Linked DNA regions of Sus scrofa: regions 2, 3, 4, 5, 6 and 7 are each linked to region 1. A link is a contact called in public HiChIP or PLAC-seq and promoter capture Hi-C data. All regions are on one chromosome and are shown on one strand. Each heading gives the region's core, a stretch centred on a gene start, on an enhancer-like site or on the middle of the called end of the contact. The rest is flanking DNA. Distances are from core to core; before and after follow the strand shown. Region 1 holds the start of MCL1 (MCL1, BCL2 family apoptosis regulator). Region 2 holds the start of CDC42SE1 (CDC42 small effector 1). Region 3 holds the start of TNFAIP8L2 (TNF alpha induced protein 8 like 2). Region 4 holds the start of PRUNE1 (protein prune homolog). Region 5 holds the start of VPS72 (vacuolar protein sorting-associated protein 72 homolog). Region 6 holds the start of CA14 (carbonic anhydrase 14). Region 7 holds the start of CERS2 (ceramide synthase 2).

Region 1 (3,343 bases), core at 460-2,959:
AGCAGAAATGAATCAGCCTAGTATCCATGAGGTTCAATCCCTGGCCTCGCTCAGTGGGTTGGGGATCCGGTGTTTCCGAGAGCTATGACGTAGGTGGAAGACGCGGCTTGGATCGGTATTGCTGTTGCTGTGGTGTAGGCAGGCAGCTGTAGCTCCAATTCGACCCTAGCCTGGGAACCTCCATATGCCACAGGTGCAGCCCTAAAAAAGCAAAAAAAAAAAAAAAAAAAAAGAAAGAAAGAAATGAAGTTTTTCTCCTCTGATTGTTTCCATTTTCTCAGTAAGTTAAAAGCTTAAAGTGAGGCTGGGAGAAGGGAATATGGGACGTTTAAGGATATAAAAGAAGGTGTTCAATAGTCATCTTGGATCACAGGAGAGTGAATCGATTAAGGAACTGCAATAGGATTACTGAACACTTGAGATTTCTGGCTATAAGCTTAAAGTGAAACCAGCAATGCACTTCCTTCTACAGCCTCTGAAGAAGAAACCGCTTTTGCACGCAAATTTGCTCAATCTCTTTCCCCTAAATAAAATCGCGTTCTAGAAAGCAGAGCAGAAAAAGCTACCTCTTCCATAAAGTCTTCCCCTAGCTCTCCTAGCCGAAAGTGAATTTTCCAGCCTCTTAATTCCAATATTAAGTTGTTGATGCCTCCTATATTCCATCTCACATTATGGTTTGTTGCTGTGCAAGATTTTACATTCCTTAAATAGATAAACCATTTCTTATTCACTACAACCGCAGGATGTTTCTCTCCAAACTTTCTGCCCCTTATTATAAAGCTCCATGCTTCTAGGTCTTGCCCAAATACATAATCCTGTGGTACAGGTGCCCTATTTCCTTATTAAAGTGATGTTTTCAGGAATAGGAACCATGCTCACCTTTCCTGCTTCTGTCCCTCAAATACTTTGCTCTTGAATTTTAGCTATTACTAATTTTACAGATCTTTTAGGAAAAACAGGTTGCTTCAATTAATGTTAACTCACATATATGGTATATAACAAGATCCATGTCCTTAAGGGGTTTACCCCTAGATTCAAATGTCTCTTATCAACGTAAGTGGTATCAAGAGTCTCAGAAGATGTAGTGAACGAGTAAGACATATATAAAAAGCATGAGAGAGATGGCGATGGGAGAAAGCAAATAGGGAGACAGGCATAAAATTTAGCTGGAGCAGAACAATTTCGCTTTGCGAATTTACGTAAAAATGATTCTATAGGTCAGTCCATGGAGCGTCCCCGTTTCCACACAATGTTGGAATGAGAGTACAGAGCTGAGGTTGCGCAAAATAACTACATTTTCCCAACAGTGTCCTCATATTCATCCATCCTAAGGCTGTGGTCCCGCATCCGTGGCAGAATTTACTCATCCCTCTTCCTCAATCTCCGAGTGACTCGAGGGTTAGGACTGTGGTGTGGGGGAAAAAAAAAACAACCCTCCGGTACAAAAGCAACAGAAGGGGCTTGCAAATCAGCACTCAGGGAAGCGACGAGGTAGCAATCCCCAGCCGGCCCAGACCGGCACGGGTGAAGAGCGCAAGCCCACCTTGCAGAGGGCTGGAGCCAAGGTTACGTAACGGGCCGCGAGAGGTTCGGAGAGCCGGAAGCCCCGCCCCCCGAACCGCCGGTTAGGTGCCGTGCGGTGCTGCATTCTCCGGAAGCTTCCGCCCCTTGCCCTTTTACGGGGGTTCAATTTTTTTTTTTTTTTTTTTAGAGAGTTGCTGACGCCACTGCGGACTGGTTCTAAAACTGCGATCTAGGAGTGCCTCTCTCAGACCTTACTTCCGCTTCCTTCCCGTAAGGAGTCGGGCCTCCCCCATTTTTCTGCCAAGGTGGTGGCGGCGGCGGCTTGCGATGTTTGGCCTCCAGAGAAACGCAGTAATCGGACTCAACCTCTACTGTGGGGGGGCCGGATTGGGGCCTGGAAGCGGCAGCAGCGCCTCCGCTCCGGGAGGCCGTCTCTTGGCTACGGGAAAAGAGGCCACGGCCCGGCAAGAGGTAGGGGGAGGGGAAGCCGGCATGGTGATTGGCGGAAGCGCCGGCGCGAGCCCCCCGTCCACTCCTGCGCCAGACGCCCGGAGGGTCGCGCGGCCCTCGCCCATTGGCGCCGAGGGCCCCGACGTCACCGCGACCCCCGCCAGACTGCTGTTCTTCGCGCCCACCCGCCTCGCGTCGCCGCCTGAAGAGATGGAATCCCCGGCCTCCGACGCCATCATGTCTCCCGAAGAGGAGCTGGACGGGTACGAGCCGGAGCCCCTCGGGAAGCGGCCGGCCGTCCTGCCCTTGCTGGGGTTAGTCGAGGAGGCCAGTAGTGGCCCCGGCACGGACGGCTCGCTCCCCTCGACGCCGCCCCCGGCAGAGGAGGAGGAGGACGAGTTATACCGGCAGTCCCTGGAGATTATCTCTCGGTACCTTCGGGAGCAGGCAACCGGCGCCAAGGACGCGAAGCCAATGGGCGGGTCTGGGGCCGCCAGCCGGAAGGCGTTAGAGACCCTGCGACGGGTCGGGGACGGGGTGCAGCGCAACCACGAGACGGCCTTCCAAGGTAAGGGGGTTAGTCGTGAAGGCTGCCCTGCTTTTTCTTTCTCTTTAGCTCTCTGGACTCACGCACCTTCGGTGGGTGGAAACCGAAACGAGTCCATGTTGAAACGACTCTTATCCCATTTCTGAAACCAGAATATTCTGGCCGTGAGTCATTGTTTCCGCCCACTTGATTCTTTTGGAAATGGCAGCTCTGTTCAAAGCCCGGAAAGGGTGGGATGTCAATTTTCAAGTGGGAACGGCCTAAATTCTATAGAGCTCAAATAGCGATTTCCCCCGTCGTGGGTGGGCAGGCGAATCGTGCCCTGGTTTAGACAAAGGAGGCGGTGAGAACCTGCATGCTTTTTTTCCTCTCAGGCATGCTTCGGAAACTGGACATCAAAAACGAAGACGATGTCAAATCTTTGTCTCGAGTGATGGTCCACGTTTTCAGTGACGGAGTAACAAACTGGGGCAGGATTGTGACTCTTATTTCTTTTGGTGCCTTTGTGGCCAAACACTTGAAGAGTATAAATCAAGAAAGCTGCATCGAACCGTTAGCAGAAAGCATCACAGATGTTCTCGTAAGGACAAAACGAGACTGGCTAGTCAAACAAAGAGGCTGGGTAAGTTTCATTTAAGGTTGAAAAGGGGACTTGAAGAAGTGGGGATGGAGTGGAGGGTTTTATAGAGAAAGGGGATATCTAGAGGTTTTTACAGATGCACAACTCAGTTTTCGGGCTCTAACTTAATGTACCTCTGAATACGTTGCATCAAAAATTCTAGTTTTATGAAAAGTTTAGGCTATTTTACTGATTGAGTCTTT
Region 2 (3,311 bases), core at 67-2,566, 390 kb before region 1:
AGACATGTAAAACCGTGAACAAATTACTATCTGCTGTTCACAGCGCTGCCTTCTCTCCTCTTGAACTATCCCCCAACCTCATCCTCATTTGGGGTCTTCAGTCTAACTAGAAACAGCTGCTCTTTATCTTTGCAGCCCCCTGGCCCCCCTCCCTCAGTTTACTTTACCTGTTATCGATGAATTATGAGCGTGTTCCAAAGATGGAGGGAGTACCTCGGAGCTCCGGTGTCTGCTCTGGGCTGGAGAAAAAGAAAGCTACTGGGGTTTTGACGGCTTTGTCTTCTCACTCCCTCTCCCTGTTCAGTGACTGAGTCAGTCTGCTCAGTCTCCCCCTGCAATGCAGCCCCTCCTAAGAAGGGCGGAAGGACTTCCCGCCCCCTCCCTGCCTGACTCGGCTAATTCAAATGATAGGTTCCAGAACACGTTAGGGAGGGAGACAGGATTAAAGCATCTCCGTAGGCTCATTGGTCTGCGCAAAGATTCCTGAGCTCTTCCAGCACCCCCATGCTGACTGAGGGTGCAATGAATGAGCAGTCCGTTGTCCTCTACTTTTAGGTCTATAGATTAAATATCTTAACTCTATTGATGGAGGAGAGGAGTGTCCTTTTATTCCCCAATTTGATTTCAGGTTACGAACTGTTTTTGAGAATCAGAAAAATTCTCCATCCTTCCCGATTTGCCTCCCCACCCTCCCGGCGGGTAAATACACCCAGCTCTATTCCATCTGGTATAGGGCACAGGAAGACTGGGGGCTGTGCGTGCTTCTGCAAATCTCTGAAAAAGGTTGGGGCCGGAGGATTTGGGGGCTCCGCTTCCTCTTGCCCCGCAACGTCTGGCGCGCGAAGAGATAGTGCGATTCCGGAGGGTCCAGCTTGGATGCCAGGCCCTCCTCGAGGGTCCACTTTCCCGGGTTCAACCCGCAGGGGCGGCGGCCCCCGGGGGCTTCCGAGGCCCCTCCCACGTCCCTTCACAGAGCAGTGCCTCCTTAGTCCAGAGTGGAGCTGTGCGCCCGGCTCCCAGCCGGACGGGTTTCGTAATCGCGTCGCGGCCGTTTCCGCCCTCGGCCAGCCCCACCTCTGCCGGCCCGCCCTCGGCTCCCCACCGCGCCGAGGAGCGAGCCCGGGAACCCCACATTGGCGGGCACCGAGCGGGGGCCCCCCACCAGCTGCCGGACGCCTGGATGCCGTAGCAGAGCAGGTGAGGACTGGGAGTCGGTCGCTCGGCCGGTGCGCCCCGCCTGCCCAGCCAGGCGGAGACGCACCGGATGCTGGGGGTGGGGGAGAAGGGCGTCCGCGTCTGCCGAGATGCTGGGTCGGTGGCAGAAGGGGTGCGCTCGGTGAGTGACCGTCCCTGTCCACGCTCGGGCGGTGCACAGGTGAGGCCCATGAAGAGTAGAAGGGAAAGAAGGGTCTGGAGTGTTGGGGAGTTGGGAAGAAAGTCTCTTTTGAGACTCAACTAGCCTCAGTGTTGGCTGTGCCGACAAAGTGAAGCGGAGCTGGTCCGGGAGAGTCTAGATCTGAGACAGGCAGCCACGGAAGGCAGTGGCTCAGTTGGAAAGATTCACAGAGAGGTCCCAATCCTAATTCAGCCTCGGGAGGAGCAGAGACTTTCCAGGTAGAGTTGGGGGTGGGGGTGAGCAGAAATGGAATCTATGTCACTGAATATATTGGGAAGGGGGAGTTTTTAGGGCCTAGCTCTGTTTCCTCTTGAGCCTCCCCAAGACCTACCTGGGGAAGGACACAGTTGGTCCTGGGGCAAATGCTTGTCACTTGACTGAAAGATGGGGTTCACCTCTATTTCTCTAGAGCCCCCGCAGCAGCCCTCCATGTCTGGAGGTCTCCATAGGGGACCAGCTGCAGTCCTGGGCTCATAGCCAGAACAGCCCACTCCATTCTCTCAGTTCTCTTTCTCTTTCTCTCCAGCTGCTTCTTGTGAAGGCTTGTCAGGCAGCGGGTTGGAGGCCTTGAGGCTGGAGGCAGCGGGACCGGGAAAACCGGTTTGGGGCTAGAACAGGACCAGGGAACTACCTCTGTACATCCTTCCTCCCTGGAACCTTTCTCCCCACTTCTCACTCCCCAGTAGTTTTAAAGCTCTTAAGCTCCATTGTGACCTTGATGTCTTTCCAGCTCTGCATTTCACCTTACCTACCAGTTCTCTGCACTATTTGGCTGTCAGGATGCGGCCTTACGTGATCTAATCCTGACCCCTGCTGCTGTTTACCCAGCCCCTTCCCCTTTATTGTGGGGTTGAGACAGTGGGTAGTGGGTTCAGGTGCTCTTCCTCCTGGACTTTCCAGTTCAAGACTTGATTTTTCCTCAACCCATTCAAGATATTTTAAAGGAGAGTGGCAGCCAATCACTCTTACTTCCTTTTCTGGCCTTGTTCCCCTCCCCCGTCTCCACCAGCACATTCACCCTGCCCGGTTTTCTCCTCTCACTCACCCCACCCCCAAGTTTCAGAGACCCTTATGTCCTGTGTCCTAGGGAATGGAATTTCCTGGTCACTCCTCATCATTATTGGACATTTCATGCTGAGTCCCACACACAGTCTCCCTCCACCCAGCTCTGGCCAGGTCCCTGGAACAGGAACAGAAATGTCCTTGTTCCCTCCACTGCCCCTTTCCCTCTCTCTCCTCCTCCCCCTCTTCTCTCCTCTCCCTTCCCACCATCCACTTCTGTCCACTCAGCTTCGAGCGGGGTGGGGGTGGGGGCTGCTGGGGGAGAGGTCGGTCTCAGTACGACCATCTGGTAATGTTGGGGGTTTCCTCTGATTCTTCATTGTTTTCTTCACCCCCCTCCCCCCAACCCTTACCACCCGACACCACCACCATCATGACAAACCCTGTGACTGACTGACTGACTTCCCCACTGACCACAGCTCCCCTCTCTGGACAGCTCAGTTCTGACTTCCTCCCTGTCTCCTTACTCCTCTCCTCCGGTGGTGGGAAGGGAAGTAAGAGAAAGCCCAAACTCCTAGGTTCTATCATCCTCCAGATGCTGTATCTCCGTGTTTGTGTGATCTCCCCTCAAGGCTGAGAAAAAGCTCTCTCAGTCCTTAGATCAGTCTAGGGTGCCGGAGTATGAGGGTTCCAGTCCTGGAGGGCGGGGAGAGCCCTATTTAGGCTAAAGTGTAACTGCCCTGTTGGAATCTCTGAGGTGGCTTATATTATAGAACCAGGGAGTGCAGTGAAAACAGAGGAAACCCTGCAGTAATGAAGAGGGAAGGACGTTTTTCCTTGGAAGCTCCTGCTATTGGAAAGTTCCTCTTGTCTGGTTGGCTGATGAAGCTCGGGGGTGGAAGTGGTGAGGAGG
Region 3 (3,282 bases), core at 274-2,773, 470 kb before region 1:
TTTCAGACTCCAAAAGCCCATGTCAGGGAGTGTGCTGTCCTACCTTTAAAGAAGTGAGAAATATAGGGGTCCTGGGAGTCCTGATAAAAATAATAACTAGGAGCTCCCGCTGTGGCGTAGCGGAAACAAGTCTAACTAGGAACCTTGAGGTTGCAGTTCCGATCCCTGGCCTTGCTCAGTGAGTTAGGATCCATTGTTGCCGGGAGCTATGGTGTAGGTCACAGATGTGGCTCAGTTCCTGCGTTGCTGTGGCTCTGGCATGGGGCGGTGGCTGCAGCTCTGATTAGACCTCTAGCCTGGGAACCTCCATATGCTGCGGGTATAGCCCTAAAAAGACAAAAAGACAAAAAAAAAAAAAAAAAAAAAAAACTTAATATTTATTGAGAACCTACTATGTGCCAAGCGCTTTATGTGAATTATTTCTGTCTTCCCAGCCTGTTGTAAGGGAGGTGTCCCTAGTTTGCAATGAGAAAAATGAAACTAAGAGAAATTAAGCAACTTGGCTAAAGTCACTAGCAAATGATAAAAGTGGGCTTTTACCAAGTGGGCCAAATAATCCAAAGACAGCCTCCTTCCTTGGAATGCTCTCAGTAAGGTTGAAGCACACTGAGGAAGCCTGAGAAATGCAGAGTCCTAGAGGTGTTGGGCCTCTGCTGGGCCTGAGCTGAGGACACCCTGGTGGCACGTCAGCTGTATGTATCCAGGGCATGCTCCCCATGGTCTTTGCCTGTGGTGGTTCTGCTTGTTTTGCTTCTTACTTCCCCCTCCCCTGCTCTGCAGGATGTGGCTGTGACCGCAGTGAGGAGCAGCCTCACCCTCTCCCCCAACTGAAATGGGAGTATGAAGAAGCAGGGGAGGTGGGTAACTGGGGGGATTCTCCTCCAGCTGAATCAGTCTGGTGGGAACCTGGTGCCCCACTTCGCTCCCGGTTTTGCTGGGGCTTTCTGGAGCGCGCTTTACAGCCGGAAGAGGAGATTGCTCCATGTGAGCCTTCCTTCCTCCTTGGCCTTCCTGTTACCCAGCTCTCCTCTGCCCCCAGTGCCATCTCATATTTGTTCCACTGTCCTCTCCCTCTCTCCCTGTTTCAGTCTCCCCTTTTCTCTTGTCTGGATCCTGCCATGTGATCCTCTGGCCATGCTCTCCCTCTGGCCCTGGCATCTACCTCCATGTCTCCTAAGATTGCCTTGCATCTCTCAGCAGTGTGTCCCATACCCATCTCCATTGCCATCCCTCCACCCTGCCCCCACCCATCCCAAAGCGTGTCTTTCTCTCTGAGGCTTCCTTGCCCCAGGGAAAACTGAGCTGGACCTCCCCACTGGGGACTCAAGAATTCTATCAAATGAGAGTCTCACAATTTGGGAAGCTCAGGTCAGCAGAGCTGGGATTCTCCTGCCACCATCACCCCTAAAGCCTACCCTTCTGTCATTGCTGATCCCTCACCTGCCGCGCCCTGGGTGCCAGTCTTGCCTTGGATGTTCCGGGAGAGCTGACAGAATGGAGAAGCTCCTAAGTGAGAGGCTCTTTGGCCTGGCCCCACCCCCAAACCCCGCCTACCTACTCTGTGCTCAACCTCCGGTTCATCACACTGTCACCAAAAAGGTCTGTGAATGAGAGCCTCCTGGAATTAAGACAAAAGTCAAAAGGAATGGTTCTCTGTAGGAAACAGTCTCAATTCTTTGAGGTGAAAAGAAAGGACTGTACATCCCCTGCTCCCAAACTGTCTGTCTGCCTCTTTCTATCCTTCTGCCCAGTTCCTTGTGATCTTTTCTTACATTTCTATGGTTCAAGGGAAACGTGAAGTACAAATTGCTGGGGTGGGGGAGTCAGAGGGGAAAGCTCTGAAGATTGGACTGAGAGCAGTGACTCTAAAGGCAAATTAGACATCAGCAGGTCTGAGTGTGTCCCTGGAATCTGTAGGAATGGATGCTGCTGTGGGGCAACATTACCAGGAGCATATGCTTCTAGGGCCTGGCTGGGTAAGGGTGTCTCCACCCTTAATACTATAGAGAGGAAGATGCTGGGGTAAGGACTGCTGAACCAGATATGACCAGCAGGTGTCAGCACATCATTATACCACTACTTTGTAGCTGCTAATGGGATACAAAAATGAAGGTAAGTCACAGTTTGTGAATAAGGCAAAATTATTTACCGTCAAGAATCTTACAGCCTGGTCAGGGAGATAAATGTAAGCACACATAGCTGTAATACAGGTCAGATTATGTCAGATTAGCTTTAATAGAAGTTTAAAGAATTATGACAATAAAGAGAATTTGTGGGGGGCGCACCTGAGGTGTATGGAAGTTCCCAGGCTAGGGGTCAAATCAGAGCTGCACCTGCCGGCCTACCCTACAGCCAACAGCAACATGGGATCTGAACTCTGTCTGCGACCTACACCACAGCTCACTGCCAGATCCTTGACCCACTGAGCAAGGCCAGGGATTGAACTCTCAACTTCATGGATCCTAGTCAGATTCGTTAACTTCTTTTTTTTTTTTTTTGTCTTTTTGCTATTTCTTTGGGCCACTCCCACGGCATATGGAGGTTCCCAGGCTAGGGGTCGAATTGGAGCTGTGGCCACCGGCCTACGCCAGAGCCACAGCAATGCTGGATCTGAGCCGCGTCTGCAACCTACACCACAGCTCACGGCAACGCCGGATCGTTAACCCACTGAGCAAGGGCAGGGATCGAACCCACAACCTCTTGGTTCCTAGTCGGATTCGTTAACCACTGCGCCACAATAGGAATTCCAGATTCGTTAACTTCTGAGCCATGGAGGGAACTCCCAGTAAAGAGAAGTTTTGATTATTTCTTTTTTTTTTTTCCTTTTTTAGTGGGGGTTATCTTTGGGTGGTAGATTTTGGATAGTTTTTGTTTATCTGTATTTTCTTTTTTCTTTTGTATTGGAATACAGTTGATTTAAGATTATTTCTGATAGAAGGGCTGAAGAGGAAGACTTAGAGGATAGATTTAACTACTTACTAGGCAGAGTATGGAAGGATTGCTCCCCAGATAATGAAGATAAGCACAAGCCATACAGCAAATAAAGATAAAAAAGGGCATATTCAGGAAGTGGTGATTTATTCTGTATATCTAGAGCAGAGGTTGTTTGAAAAAGAAGTGAAGAAAGAAAAAGACCAGATTATGGAAGGCCTTAAAGGAGTTGCTCAAGACTTCAGACTTTTGCTGTAGACAGTACGGAGACATTAAGGGTTTTTCTTTTTCTTTTTATAGCCACATCTGCAGCATATGGAAGTTCCCCGGCTAGGGGTCGAATTGGAGCTG
Region 4 (3,296 bases), core at 392-2,891, 340 kb before region 1:
TTCTCTACTTTAACAAACGGTCCCATTGCAATCACAATTTTGTGATTATCCATGTTATAAAAATATTGGAATATGAAAACATCGTAATAATCTTTGGCCTCTCTTCTTAATTCCTACAGCCTCTTGCCAACTCCAGTTGCTGCCATTACAACTCTATAGCCTCTTTTTTTCTATAGCGTCAGCAAATTCTCTTTCTTTTTCCGGACTGTTGTAACTTGGGTTTCTGCTCACCTGCCTCCCTAATTGTTCCAAATGCCCCTGCAGCCTTCAGAGTTGTTTGAAGTTTCATCCTGGAGCAGCCATGTAAGTAGAGCTTGGGGGAACCTTTCAGAATGTAGAGTTGGGTTCCAACCACATTTAACTACCACCTTCCAGCCCCAGGGTAGTGCAGAATACTGCAGAAAATGTGCTTTTTTTTTTTTTTTTTTGTCTTTTTGCCTTTTCTAGGGCCGCTTCCTGTGGCATATGGAAGTTCCCAGGCTAGGGGTCTAATCGGAGCTGTAGTCGCCGGCCTACGCCAGAGCCACAGCAACATGGGATCTGAGCCTTGTCTGTGACCTACACCACAGCTTAACCCACTGATCAAGGCCAGGGATCGAACCCGCAACCTCATGATTCCTAGTCGGATTCGTTAACCACTGTGCCACAATGGGAACTCCGTGATAAATGTACTCTTTTCATCAAATGTTCCCTCATTTATTAATGAATCCCTTTGTTTCCTACCACCAACCTCACACCAGTTTTTCCTGCTCCCCAAGCTCGGAATTGAGAGGAGGTGATAGATGAGAAGCTGAGGCCTGTGGTGGGAACAAGGACCGGAGCAGAGGGATATTGAAGCTCCTGCTTGCTCAGCTAGTTTTCTCCCTGCTTCACTCTTCCCAGAGCCTGGGGCTTCTTACACACCCTCTCTGCACTACCAGGGGCATAGCCCAACTGGTTTCTAGACTAAAAAAGTGAGCAAATACGTGTATGTGTTACTGGGTCACCTTGCTGTGCAGCAGAAAATTGACAGAACACTGTAAATCAGCTATAATGGAAAAAATAAAAATCATTATTAACTATAAAAAAAAAAAGTGAGGGAGTTTCTGTTGCGGTGCGGCGGAAACGAATCCGACTAGGGACCATGAGGTTGCGGGTTCGATCCCTGGCCTTGCTCCGTGGGTTAAGGATCCTGGCATTGCCGTAGGCTGTGGTGTAGGTGGCAGATGCAGCTCAGATCCTTTGTTGCTGATCTGATTAGATCCCAGCCTGGGAACTTCCATGTGCCGCAGGTGCGGCCCTAAAAAACAAAAAACAAACAAAAAAGAGATATAGTAAGGATTTTGAAAGGATAAGGATTTTTCACTTTAAATGAGTAATTATGCTAATATCACGCTGTCTGGCCTGCCTCTGTGGATCCAGAGCAAAGGACTTTTGTACCTAGAGAGAAAGCCCAGATCCAACAAGCTGCTGCTGTCCGGCCCTGCTCCTCCTCCCCACTCAGCAAGGGCCCTTGCTTTTCCCTCTTCTCACCAGAGAGGCACAAGCGCTCCGTCCCTTCCAGCGGCAGGCGGAGGGAGGAGAAAGGGTCTGTTGTTTTTCTCTCCTGTTTCTCTCTCTCTCACTGCTGATCACCAAGCTGCTGACCAGGTCAGAAAGCCCTAATGGAAATCCTCCAGTGCTGGCCTGGCTCCTCCTCCTCCCAGAAGCTTGTCCTTGACTGATTTTTCTTTGTCCCGACGGGAAAGAGAGAGAGAGAGAGAGAGAAAGAAGAAAAAAGAAAACCCACAAACTTCCTTTGAAAACCAGCTCGCTAGACTGGGCCTGGAGCGCACGCCCTAGACTCGGCGACTCAGAAATCCTGGAGACGCTCTGAGCGACCTGGGAGTACCTGGGCTGCACTCCTGCCGGTCTCCACCCTCTTCCAGTGCCCCCGGCCGGCCGTGGGCGTGAGTCCGGAAGTGGCCACCATCCGGCCAAGACTGCTGCGCACAAACCCGTGTAAACCTGTGCGAGCTCTGGCTTTGACAGCTGGAAGGCAGCTGGGAGTGTGGTGGCGCCCCTCACTGCACCCACCTGCCCCATCGTATTGCCAGAGCTGCACCCTCCTTCTGTGTCCTGGAACAGCACCCACTTCTTTAAGGTAAAAACTTTGAACCATTTCCTTCACCTCTTCTCCTAATCCCCAGTCCTCTGTTTCCTCTTTAGCCCTGGGGAGGTGACACTGACTGTTCTTCCACGTTGGGTCTCTACACGTTTAGATTTTGAGAGGCGTTCAGGCAGAAGGAATATGTAAAAGACGCTGCTTGGGTCCCTGTATTTCTTCCTTTTAATGACACCTTCCCCCTCTCCCTTGCTAGCACGTAGACAAGGCACCGTCGTTGACTTAACTCTGAGGAGAACTTCTAAACCATTAGTTCTGTGACGATTTGCATCAGAGCGAGAAAGAGATTAGAGGGGGACAGTAAAGCACTTGAGGGGAGAGTAAAGTTCCTAGGGAGTGCGGGTGGGGGGCGTCTTGTGGAAGCTGGGTACCAGTTGTATATGCTTCTTCCAACTTTTGGCTACTTACTGCCGCTGGCTAGGGGTGGGTCTGGGCTGCTTTACCTCTCACTCACCACCAGAGGATAATTCCAGCTGGAGAAAATGTGTTGGATTTAAGAGGAAAAAGAAAGAGAAATCCTGATTTGTTTGAGTACCTGTGCTCCCTCATTCTCTCCTGCTCTGAAGGAGCACCAGGCAGGTACCTTGAAGAGGAGAAATTCTCCATCACGCTTCCTGCCTCTATTCTGAAGACTTAGCCCATCCAACTTTGCCCAGTTTCTCTGAGACCCAGCTTCCTCCGGTGTCCAGCTCCTGGGTTCTTTTGGTTTACCTGTCTGGCCAGCTAGCTGCCCAGCCCCCACTTAATTATTGATCTTTTCTTTTCTTCCCTGTTTTTCTCTAAGCTTTAAAAAAAGTGTTCCCAGGCTCTTGTTTCTGCTTCCCAGGCTCATCCTAAGTGTCATTTGGGAAAGGAGGAAAAAGAAGACAGAGAGAGAAAAAAAAAAGTGTCAGGCCTGCAGGCAATTTTTGCTATACTCTGATTCTTCTAAATTAACAACATGTAAATGAGATGCAGATAGCATAAATTATATTTGAATCAGGAGGATGATCAATTTGGGTGACTAGGCTTATTTTGGTGACTTTTATATTCTTCAGCTTCACTTCCCAGGCTTTACCCTAGCCCTAAATTCCTGCCAGATTGCAAGGGATTGCAAGAGGAAGCATAGTCTCAGGTTAGGAGGAAGCAAGAGAAAAGATTTCTAGCAAGTTTA
Region 5 (3,152 bases), core at 333-2,832, 500 kb before region 1:
AAATTTTAAGAAGGAAAAATACGGAGACATGATAAAGAATTGGTGTCAGGGAAACGATGCTAGAATAGGATGATGTGGAATAATGTGAGGCTGTTAAAGGCAGGGAGAAGCTAAATGACTGATGAAGGATCTTGAAAGCTATGTTAATAGTAGTTATCCCCTACCAAACAAACATCTATGTGCTTATTACTGTGCTAAGTGGTTTACAAGGATTAGATATTTAAATCTTCTCAACCACCTAAAAGTGTAGGTATTCTTATTAGTGTCACTTTACAGATGAGAAGATTAAAATTCAGGGAGGCAAAACAACTTGTCCAAAGTCACACAGCTAGAAGACCTTAAACTCAAACTCAAACTCAGGTCTGGCTGGCTCTACAACTCAGCTCTCAGCCATGCTACTATTCCGCCACAAGAATTTTGGACTTTCAGGCAGAGAAGGACAAACATCAGGAGTTCCCGTCTTGGCTCAGCGGTTAACGAACCCGGCTAGAATCCATGAGGACTCGGGTTCAATCGCTGGCCTCACTCAGTGGGTTAAGCTGTGGTGTAGGTCACAGATGCAGCTCAGATCCTGCATTGCTGTGGCTGTGGTGTAGGGCAGCAGCTGTAGCTGATTCAACCCCCAGCCTGGGAACCTCGATATGCAGCGGGTGCAGCCCTAAAAAGAAAGAAAGAAAGAAAAGAAAATAATAAAATAAAATAGATAATCAGAAGTTGCTTTGTGTAGGTCGAAGCTCTGGCTTGGATTTGATCCCTAGTCCTGGAACTTCTGCATGTCATGCGGGTTGCCGAAAAAGGGGGAATTTTTTTTTTTTTTTTTTAATTTTACTTAAGGAGTTCCCATTGTGGCTCAGTGGTTAACGAGTCTGACTGGGAACCATGAAGTTGCGAGTTTGATCCCTGGCCTTGTTCAGTGGGTTAAGGATCCGGCGTTACCCTGAGCTGTGGTGTAGGTTGCAGAAGCGGCTGGGATCCGCGTTGCTGCGGCTCTGGCGTAGGCCTGCAGCTACGGCTCCGATTCGACCCCTAGCCTGGGAACCTCCATATGCCACGGGAGTGGCCCAAGAAACCGCAAAAAGACAAAAAAAAAAAAAAAAACAACTTACTTAAAAAGACGAATGGGTATATGTATAACTGAATCACTTTTCTGTACACCTGAAATTAACACAACATTGAAAATCAACTATAATCCAATATAAACTAAAAACTAAATTTAAAAAACATTTGGACTTTACCCTGTAAGTCGACAAGGAAGGAGCCATTAAAGATTTTTGAGCAAAAGTGTGACAAAATCTGGGTTTTTAGAAAGGTTCCTACTGGCAGCAGAGTGGAAAACGAACTGGAGCAGAGGGAGACTGACCTCTTCTAAATGAAAATTTCTTGGCTCCCGATTTCTGCACTCAGTGTAGCGGGGTTTCTGGGGGTCACCAAATCGAAGTATTTCACAGCCCAGATGGGCGCCGGAACTGGGGCGGGGAGCTTGGGGTAGTCTCTGCGCAGGCGTGGGCGGGGCTGAAGCCGTGAGAAGATTTCGGGGGCGGGACTAGGAATCTCTCGACGCTCTGCTACTTCTGCCTGTAGATGACCGGCTTCCGCCGTCGCATGCCGCCCGCAGGTAGTGGTGTCGAGAGCCGATCCTTGAGGACCGCGCTGTGTGAGGGGTTGCTGGTGGTGGCGCAGTCTGAGTAGGCACTATGAGTTTGGCTGGGGGCCGGGCCCCCCGGAAGACCGCAGGGAACCGGCTTTCTGGTCTCCTGGAGGCAGAGGAGGAAGATGAGTTCTACCAGACGACTTATGGGGGTTTCACTGAGGCAAGAGCCGGGCCCAGGAAGAGGGAGGGAAGGAAGCTGAAAGGAGTCCTGAAGGGAGAAACCTCGGACAAAGAAGGGGGTGGGGGAAGAGAGGATCCTTGGTAGCTGATACTCGAGATGGGGTGGGCGAGACTGGAGGATAAACTGGAGTCCTGGAAGGGAGAGTCCTGGATGGCTGAAACCTGCTGTGTACTTCCCCAGCTGCATCTCTCATTGCACTTCTGACGTCTAGCATACAGCACATCGTAGTCACGCGGTGTATGCTCGTTGGCCCACTGCCTGGTTATTCATCTCAAGTATAGAAAAGAAATCTCTCTCAAGAAAAAATAGAGGCACTTAGCATACTCCTTTTTCAGCTTTCAGATCTCGGTGTAAATGTCTCTTGGGTAAATAGCCTTTCCTTGATTGTGCTAAGAAGTTTCTCCCTATATATCTTTCGTAGAACCTATTTCGATTTGTAATAGCTTTTGCTGGCTTGTTTATACTTTTCTATCAGATTGTAAGCGCTTTAAGGTTAGAGATAATCTGTTTTGTTTAACAGTACACATGTCCAATGCCTGGTCCAGTGTCCTCATTGGGTTGGCACTTGTTAAATTTTATATTGATTGAATCTAACCGTTCATCAAATATATTAAACGCATAGAGCAAGCCAAGAACTGTGATAGGCTTTAGGGAAACAGAGTATTAAAAACACCACTTTGGGGAGTTCCTCTGTGGCTCAGCCAGTTAAGGGCATGGTGTCACTGCTGCCGCTTGGGTCACCTCCTTTGGCACCAGTTCAGTCCCTGGTGGGGAAGTTGCACATGGCTCCAGCGCAGCCAAAAAGAAAACAAACCAAAAAACAGACCCCACCATTTTGTTCTGACATATTCCAGATTCCAGTGGGGGAACTAGCTGAATTAAGTCAGTTTAAATTCCACATGGAGCCAAAGTTGTTTGGGATAGGCATCAGGATAAGCTGAGGACCATATGAAAAGTGGCCTTGGCTGGCTGAATAGTGGTAGGAGTAGGAGCAGGGGAAGGAGGAGGGTTGGTCCAGCGAGGGGGTGGGGCAGAGATGTATAAAAACGCTGAGATCCTTGTCAGGGACCTGCATATCTACTGTCATTATCCAGACCATGAAGGAGAATAAAGGTTGGTCAGGCTGGAGGGAGTAGGCGTGGGCCAGATCATGGAGGGCTTGTGAGCCATGTTAAGGAGTTTTGCTCTTCATCCAGAGGACTGAGAATATTTGTCATAGTTTTATGATCAGATTTGTACTTTATAAAGATCACTCTGTATTGTGGATTTGAAGAAGGCAGCGGGAGTAGAGAAACATGATCAGGAGGGTTCAGGAGAAAT
Region 6 (3,280 bases), core at 742-3,241, 270 kb after region 1:
CCCCTAACTGCCCAATCCCCACCTCCGCACCCCAAATGCACTTCACAACTCTCCTTGGCTAGGTGCCCCCCTCCACCATCCTCTTTGCATTCCCCTTCTGCCTTCTAGACACCCCCTCACCCTATTCTTCCAACAGATCTTAATGACACATCTGCTATGTGCCGGATACTGTGATAGGCCGGGGGATCACAAAGATGAGGGGTGAGGGTCCTGGGGATGCTCCTGGAGCCCTTCAGCTTATGCCCCCAAGAGTTCCCCCTCCTCTTCTGGGAGCGCCTGAAAGTTCTTTGTAAATTGGAAAGGGCCCCGCACTACTGACTGTTACTGCTTTCGAGAAAAATGCGAAAATTGTCATCCTATAGAATCAAGAGGGGACTTGTGCCATGAGGTTCAGAGTCAGGGATCAGGGTGTGAGTCAGGCGGGAGGTACAGGCGTATTCCCCACTCCCCTGCCGCCCACCGCAGTCCTCTATCCTTTCCCTCCGGGCCTCTTTGGCTCCCTAATTGGATGAGTTTGTAAATAAAGAAGGCCAGGAGGGTTGCCTGAGAGTAGGGCAGTGGGGGAAAGAGCTCTGGAGAGACCGTAGCCCGTAAAGCCATTCTCCAGCACGTGTACACATCCTGTCCCCCGGCCAGCTCTCCTCTGGCCCCACAAACGGCAAGGCTGGAAAGGTGAAGGGAAAAGAAGGAAAGTGGTCCTCAGCCCACTCCTCTTTTTTCTCCCTCCAAGTCTGAGCCTATTAATCTAGCCCCCAGGCTACCTTGTACACTCCTCCTTCTCCATTAAGCATGCAATGGCAACATGTGTGCATCAGCACAGACAGACACACATCCAGATGTACCTACCGTCTTCTGCAGCCAGGATCCACATCACCTTTAGCAGGAGGATGAAGACCAACATGGTATTTCCGGAGGGAGCACAAGGTACTAGGAGTTTGGAGACCAGAGGACTAGGGTAGGGAGAGGGCTGGGAGGTGAGAGAGAGAGGGAAAGAGAGAGAGAGAGAAGAGGAGTTTCCTGAGGCTGAGTGTATTTATCTCTGTTTCTCGTGCTGTCTTTGTGTCTCTGCAGGCTTCCAGGGGATTTGGTTTTCAGTGGGGGACCGTGAGTTTCTGGGTGTCCAGGACAAATCTTTTGCTGCCCTCTTTCTTTTTTATCTCCTTCTGCAGTCTTCACTCCACTTGCTGGCCAGCAACTTCACAACTGCCTCCTGCTTTTAAGGTGGCTCTGGACGGGTGTACGTGGGGAGGGGGGGTTGACTGGGTTGCTGGCGAACAACTCCTTAAATAGCCCATTAAGCATGCAGGATGGCCCAGCTCAGAGCGGAGCGCACGCGGCGGGTTTCACAGGAGCCCTGGCCCTGGCTCAGGAGCCCAGCTGGGGTGAGCTCTTCCTTCCTTTGCTATTCACACAGACACTGTTCAGAAGGGTGTCCCCTGGAGTGGGTGGAGGCAGGAAAGGAGGGCTCGGGGGTCCAGTCCCTGGGGGTCTCATCCAGCCCCCTTGGGGGACCCTGGGTTCTCATTCTCCATCTGGCTTTTTCCCTGGGAGGATCTGCTTCCAATCCGCTGCAGAATGTGAGCTGCCCAGGAAGAGTCCAGAGTCAGGACCGAGGTAACCAGAAGGAGTTGGGAGACTCAGGGTGCGGGTGGAGGGGAAGAAGTCAAGGACTGAAATCTGGATTGTGGAAAATAAGGAAGAGAAGTGAGGCGAAGAGAACTTGTTTGGAGAGATCTCTTTCTTCTGCGCCTGTCACCACCCCCTTCCCACGGTGAGGCCTGGGTCCACGTGCCTGTGCGGCCTGGGTGGGGGGTGGTTTTGTTTGCTGGATAAAGCCCATTTGTGTGCCCAGCGGGGGGAAGGGCTGCAGCAGCACCATGGAGAGACAGCGGCTCCAACTGCCAGACCCAACCACCTCCCTCCCCAGGGAGCCCAGATCTAGGGCGGCTTTTGTCACTGAAGAGGACACTGACCCCTGGCAGGGTGGCCAGGACAGGAGGAGAGGCAGGGAGACCTTAGAAACAATCACAACCACCATCAAAAAAAAAAAAAAAAAAAAAAAAAAAAAGGCGGACTCCAGAGAAAAAGAGGGGAGGGAGCAGAGAGAGACCATGTGATCATGTGATCCAGTTGGAGTGGAAGAGGGAGAGGGGCCCAGGGTCTTTCCTCCTGCCCAACAAAGGGCTGAGGCAGGACTTTGGGGACTGGGTGAAACCTGCCACCAAAAAGCTGGGTGAGTGGAGCATAGAGGCTGCCGAGTCTCAGGAATGTGGGCTGGTGCTTGTTCCCCCACAGGACTGGAAATCCCGACTGGAATGCACATCCTAAATCCCTCATTATGGAATGTGAAGCCCACAGATAACTCCTGGCCAGACACTGAAACCCCTTCACCGGAGTCACAGCCAGGAGAATGCACCCTTTTGAGCTCCCTCTGCCCTCCTTGCTCCTGCCAAGTAGTAATCCCTAGCCAAAACAAGAGGAGCAGAAGCTAAACTAGGAAGCGGGATAAAAGACACGTGAACAGAATAACGCATATGCGAGGTCATCAGCCCTTGCGGAGGCAGGAGCCCGCCATGCTTTTCTGTCCATTGTGGTTGATCTGCAAAGCAAAGCCATTTTGCAGATGTCATTCCTTTTTAATTCTCTCATTACCCTCCAAATTAATTTTCCCTTATGGATAAATTTTATGTTTTGAAGTTCTCCCAAAGTGCCACTCATCCCATCTAAGAAGAATAAAAGGCTTAAAGTGTAAATTAGACTTCCTGGGGATCAGGAGAGTAAACACAGAGGAATAGAAAAAGAAAGAAAGCAGAGACAACTTTCACAAAATAGAAAAGGAGAGGCCCAGGGCCCGGACAGAGTGACCTCTGCCAGGACAAAGTTGTCAGAGCGGCCAGCTGCAGCGCAGCCTCCCAAGGCAGGTAGTGTGTCTTGCCAGGCGCCACCTCCTGGTTGTCTTTAAAATTTCTTTCATTTTTAATGTTTTCGTTCCAAGTATTCACGTGTGATTGATTTCTTCTGGGAAGTGTTTCTCTGCTGGTGGGCTTTAGGATTTTGCTACACAGCTGAAAAATGTTTCACAAAGGTGTCTTAGCCCCAAATCAGCACCTTCTCAGTTCTGAGTTAGCGGCTCCTCCAGGCCCTTGTGCTTCCCAAGTGGACAAAGGCCCTGGTATCTAGGAGAGGAGGCAAACTCCAGGGACTCGCCTTTATTTATATCTTTGGTTCTACTGTGGATATTTCTGTTGTCACCAGGCTGATTTGGAGTAGTGTCAAGAGG
Region 7 (2,893 bases), core at 298-2,797, 310 kb before region 1:
CATGACTATTCAGCTTCTGCCCCAAACTTCTGCTCCCCCTGCTATCTTAAAAGAAAGTTAACTGGTCTTCAGTCCTCTGAGGAATCATTTTAAAAGACTGGTGGGACTTTGGGAAAGCCTGGCATCTAGGAAAACTGCCTGAGAAAAAGGGTTTAGAAAGTAAAAGGTTTGAACCAAGTAGGACAGACATGGGGCGGGAGTAGAGAGCTTACTCAAAGTTTAGCCAGGGCCCAAAGAGGAGACACTGGAACCCTGCTGGAAAAGGGAATCTGGGGAAGGCACGTAAGAAAGGTAGAGAGAGGAGTTTCCATTGTGGCACAGTGGTTAACGAATCAACTAGGAATCATGAGGTTGCGGGTTCGATCCCTGCCCTTGCTCAGTGGGTTAAGGATCCGGCGTTGCCGTGAGCTGTGATGTAGGTTGCAGACTCAGCTCGGATCCTGTGTGGCTGTGGTGTAGGCCGGTGGCTACAGCTCCGATTAGACCCCTAGCCTGGGAACCTCCATATGCCATGGGAGTGGCCCTAGAAAAGGCAAAAAAAAAAAAAAAAAAAAAAAAAAAAAAAAGGTAGAGGGAGGAGGTCCTCCTGGGGCTCAGTGGGATCAGTGGCATTTTGGGAGCACTGGCACGCAAGCACAGTGGGCTAAGGATCCAGTGTTGTGACAGCTACAACTGCAGGTTGGATGTGACCTCTGGATATGTTGGATATGCCACAGGGCGGCCAAAAAAGGGGGGAGAAAAGGTAGAGGGAACCGTGGAATTGGGAGATTGAGGGAGGGGCAGTAACAGTAGGGAAGGGGTAGCCGGATATGGTATGCTAATATGATATGCTATTAAAGGAGTTTAGCCTGGGGCAAAGGAATAAAGGGCTAGAGTGGTTGTTGGGAACTGGAAAACCGGGCTAAAGAAGGCTGAAGAGTCCAGGGAATGGACCAACAGGTCTGAATTCCCTAGTGGTAGGTTGGCATGGGCTGGGGCCTCTCACCGCAAAGAGCAAAGGAAATGTTTGGAGGTCAGCTTCTGCCTCCTTCTCCAGAAAGAGCCTTAAGCAAGGGTCTCAAACTGGATTAGTGAGGTCATACATTCTTTCTTAACAGAACTGTCAAAGCCCCTGAACTTGACTAGATAAACTTTGAAACCAGCCACTGTCAGAGGTTCTAATTGTGACAGTATAAAAAGCACCATTTCATTACCGTAAAGAATTCAATTACCTCTACTTAGGGGGCCCTCTCTAAACAAACCCTTAGACACATTTTGGTCACACTCTGTCCTCTGTACGAATCAAGGCCAATTTTGTAGGATAAACATTTTGCATCTTCCTGAAACATTGCTTTTACCAGACTAAGGGAAAAACATTTTACAATATGAATTTAAATACGGATAAACGTGGTCTAGATGGCAAACTCGAACGCATTTTACATTAAAAAGTTGGAGGTTGGCTCCTTCAGAGTCTACTACAGGAGGGTATGTGTACCACTGCGGGTAGGTTTTAAACAGCACTGGGTGGAAACGCTGTGGGTTTTACGGCGGGCTGGGGCGGGGGACGCCCTAGGGGTAGCGGGCTCCGCGCTGGAAGGACAGCGGAATCTCGAGGGCCCGCTGCCTGGGTCGGCCTTGGCGAGGCGCTCGGCCTCGGCGCGCGGCACTTGGAAAGGACTCTCAGGGGCTGCGCCCCCTCCTGCCTCCCAGTAGGGCTGGAGGTGAGAAGTGTGGCAGTCGGTCGCGCAGAGGGAACCGGGGGCTGCAGCCGGGTGCAGGTCGGGGACCGCAGTTGGGGGTGGCCGGGGTGGGGTGGGGCAGGGGCAATACCGCTCTGCGGTCCCCGGTCTGTCCCGCGGTTCCCCAGGGCTACATCTAACCTTTAACGGAGAGACAAGGGGCTGGGAGAGAACCCACACTGCCTGCCCTCATCGGGGGGCTTCTCCCTCGATGCCAGGATGCCAGTGGGCGCGGCTGCAGAACCCGCGCCGCAAGGGCTCGGGTCCCCGGGCCGGGAAGGGGGCGGCGGCAGGCGGCGGGGGCTGGGCGCGGCTGCCCCGCGCGGAGGCCCGGGCCCCTCCGCCCGCCCTTCTCTCCCTTTCCGTCGCCGGGCCGCAGGCCCACGCCCAGTCTCCCGGCTCCTGTGTTGCTCGCGGCCTTTCTTTCCCGGGCTGGCTGGCTGGGCTCGCACTCAGCTCGGCTGGGCTCGGCGGGCGGCGGGCGGAGGAGGAAGGAGGGAGGGAGCGAGCGGGCAGGCGGGCGGGCGGAAGGGGGAGGAGAGGAGCGAGCGGAGCCAGTTCGGAGGGGGCCCGGAGCTCGGACGAGAAGAGAGACGGAGCAGCGGCTCCCGGCCGGGCCAGCTCCGCGACGCCGCCGCCGCCGCCGCCGAGTGAGTCGGGACCCCAGCCCGGGAGCCCGAGGCGCCGCGCGCAGGGGTGGGGCGGGACGAGGCCCGGAAAAGTTGCGAGAACTGGGGGCCGCGCGGACGCGGCTCGGCGGACTGGGCCCGGTGGGGAAGGGAGCGGGCTGAGGAGGGCAGAGGGGCCCGGGGGCACACCCTCGGGCGGCCGGGCGCGGGGCGCCGCCGCGGGCTCGGGGCCTCTGCCCGGCGCGCTCATGGCGGCCGGCCTGGGGAGGGCGGGCCGGAGCGCCTCGCGGGAGCGGCCGGGCCCCCAGCGCCGCCCGAGGGCAGACTGGCCGGGCGCCTGGGCGCGCCGCCCGGAGCCCGGAGGAGCCCTCCTGGGCAACAGGTATGGAACAGGAGGTGGGGCCGCGGGGCCGCTAGCGGACGGCGGAGCCCCTTTGTTGGAAAGTAGAGAAGCCCGGGGATCACTTGCGCGAGAGCCCTCTGCCTGGCAGCCGGCCCGCGCGGCGTGGCCCCTGCCTGGCTCTGACGGCCCCATGGCTAGAGTGG

The links. Promoter capture Hi-C pulls out the DNA fragments that hold promoters and counts their contacts. HiChIP or PLAC-seq counts read pairs in DNA pulled down with a chosen protein or histone mark.
Region 2: an H3K27ac HiChIP or PLAC-seq map of alveolar macrophages shows a contact between it and region 1. The contact joins the promoter of CDC42SE1 here to the promoter of MCL1 in region 1. A contact is called at or near these places in 1 of 47 Hi-C or Micro-C datasets (embryonic fibroblasts) and 2 of 2 datasets of contacts at active chromatin or transcription factors (alveolar macrophages and skeletal muscle).
Region 3: a contact with region 1 is called in an H3K27ac HiChIP or PLAC-seq map of alveolar macrophages. The contact joins the promoter of TNFAIP8L2 here to the promoter of MCL1 in region 1. A contact is called at or near these places in 2 of 2 datasets of contacts at active chromatin or transcription factors (alveolar macrophages and skeletal muscle).
Region 4: a contact with region 1 is called in an H3K27ac HiChIP or PLAC-seq map of alveolar macrophages. The contact joins the promoter of PRUNE1 here to the promoter of MCL1 in region 1. A contact is called at or near these places in 2 of 47 Hi-C or Micro-C datasets (embryonic fibroblasts and epiblast stem cells) and 2 of 2 datasets of contacts at active chromatin or transcription factors (alveolar macrophages and skeletal muscle).
Region 5: a contact with region 1 is called in an H3K27ac HiChIP or PLAC-seq map of alveolar macrophages. The contact joins the promoter of VPS72 here to the promoter of MCL1 in region 1. A contact is called at or near these places in 2 of 2 datasets of contacts at active chromatin or transcription factors (alveolar macrophages and skeletal muscle).
Region 6: an H3K27ac HiChIP or PLAC-seq map of skeletal muscle shows a contact between it and region 1. The contact joins the promoter of CA14 here to the promoter of MCL1 in region 1. A contact is called at or near these places in 1 of 47 Hi-C or Micro-C datasets (embryonic fibroblasts) and 2 of 2 datasets of contacts at active chromatin or transcription factors (alveolar macrophages and skeletal muscle).
Region 7: a promoter capture Hi-C map of fetal liver shows a contact between it and region 1, with 3 times the contacts expected there. The contact joins the promoter of CERS2 here to the promoter of MCL1 in region 1. A contact is called at or near these places in 3 of 5 promoter capture datasets (fetal liver and liver), 3 of 47 Hi-C or Micro-C datasets (embryonic fibroblasts, epiblast stem cells and liver) and 2 of 2 datasets of contacts at active chromatin or transcription factors (alveolar macrophages and skeletal muscle).

The regions. Positions count from the first base shown.
Region 1 is chr4:98,560,383-98,563,725 of Sscrofa11.1, forward strand. It overlaps MCL1 (MCL1, BCL2 family apoptosis regulator), which reads left to right and starts at 1,710. Exons shown (of 3, transcript NM_001348806.1): 1 at 1,710-2,542; 2 at 2,896-3,143. The coding sequence starts at 1,852.
Region 2 is chr4:98,171,352-98,174,662 of Sscrofa11.1, forward strand. CDC42SE1 (CDC42 small effector 1) reads left to right here and starts at 1,317. Exons shown (of 5, transcript NM_001190193.1): 1 at 1,317-1,375. MLLT11 (myeloid/lymphoid or mixed-lineage leukemia; translocated to, 11) reads right to left here and starts at 323. Exons shown (of 2, transcript NM_001244607.1): 1 at 168-323.
Region 3 is chr4:98,095,003-98,098,284 of Sscrofa11.1, forward strand. TNFAIP8L2 (TNF alpha induced protein 8 like 2) reads right to left here and starts at 1,524. Exons shown (of 2, transcript NM_001204370.1): 1 at 1,441-1,524.
Region 4 is chr4:98,217,221-98,220,516 of Sscrofa11.1, forward strand. It overlaps PRUNE1 (protein prune homolog), which reads right to left and starts at 1,642. Exons shown (of 9, transcript XM_013997183.2): 1 at 1,513-1,642. It overlaps MINDY1 (ubiquitin carboxyl-terminal hydrolase MINDY-1), which reads left to right and starts at 1,396. Exons shown (of 10, transcript XM_001929665.7): 1 at 1,396-2,122.
Region 5 is chr4:98,060,679-98,063,830 of Sscrofa11.1, forward strand. VPS72 (vacuolar protein sorting-associated protein 72 homolog) reads left to right here and starts at 1,583. Exons shown (of 6, transcript XM_001929654.5): 1 at 1,583-1,811. The coding sequence starts at 1,695. It also overlaps a transcript of PIP5K1A not described here.
Region 6 is chr4:98,826,943-98,830,222 of Sscrofa11.1, forward strand. CA14 (carbonic anhydrase 14) reads right to left here and starts at 1,992. Exons shown (of 9, transcript XR_002343445.1): 1 at 847-1,992.
Region 7 is chr4:98,249,226-98,252,118 of Sscrofa11.1, forward strand. It overlaps CERS2 (ceramide synthase 2), which reads left to right and starts at 1,548. Exons shown (of 11, transcript XM_005663490.3): 1 at 1,548-1,700.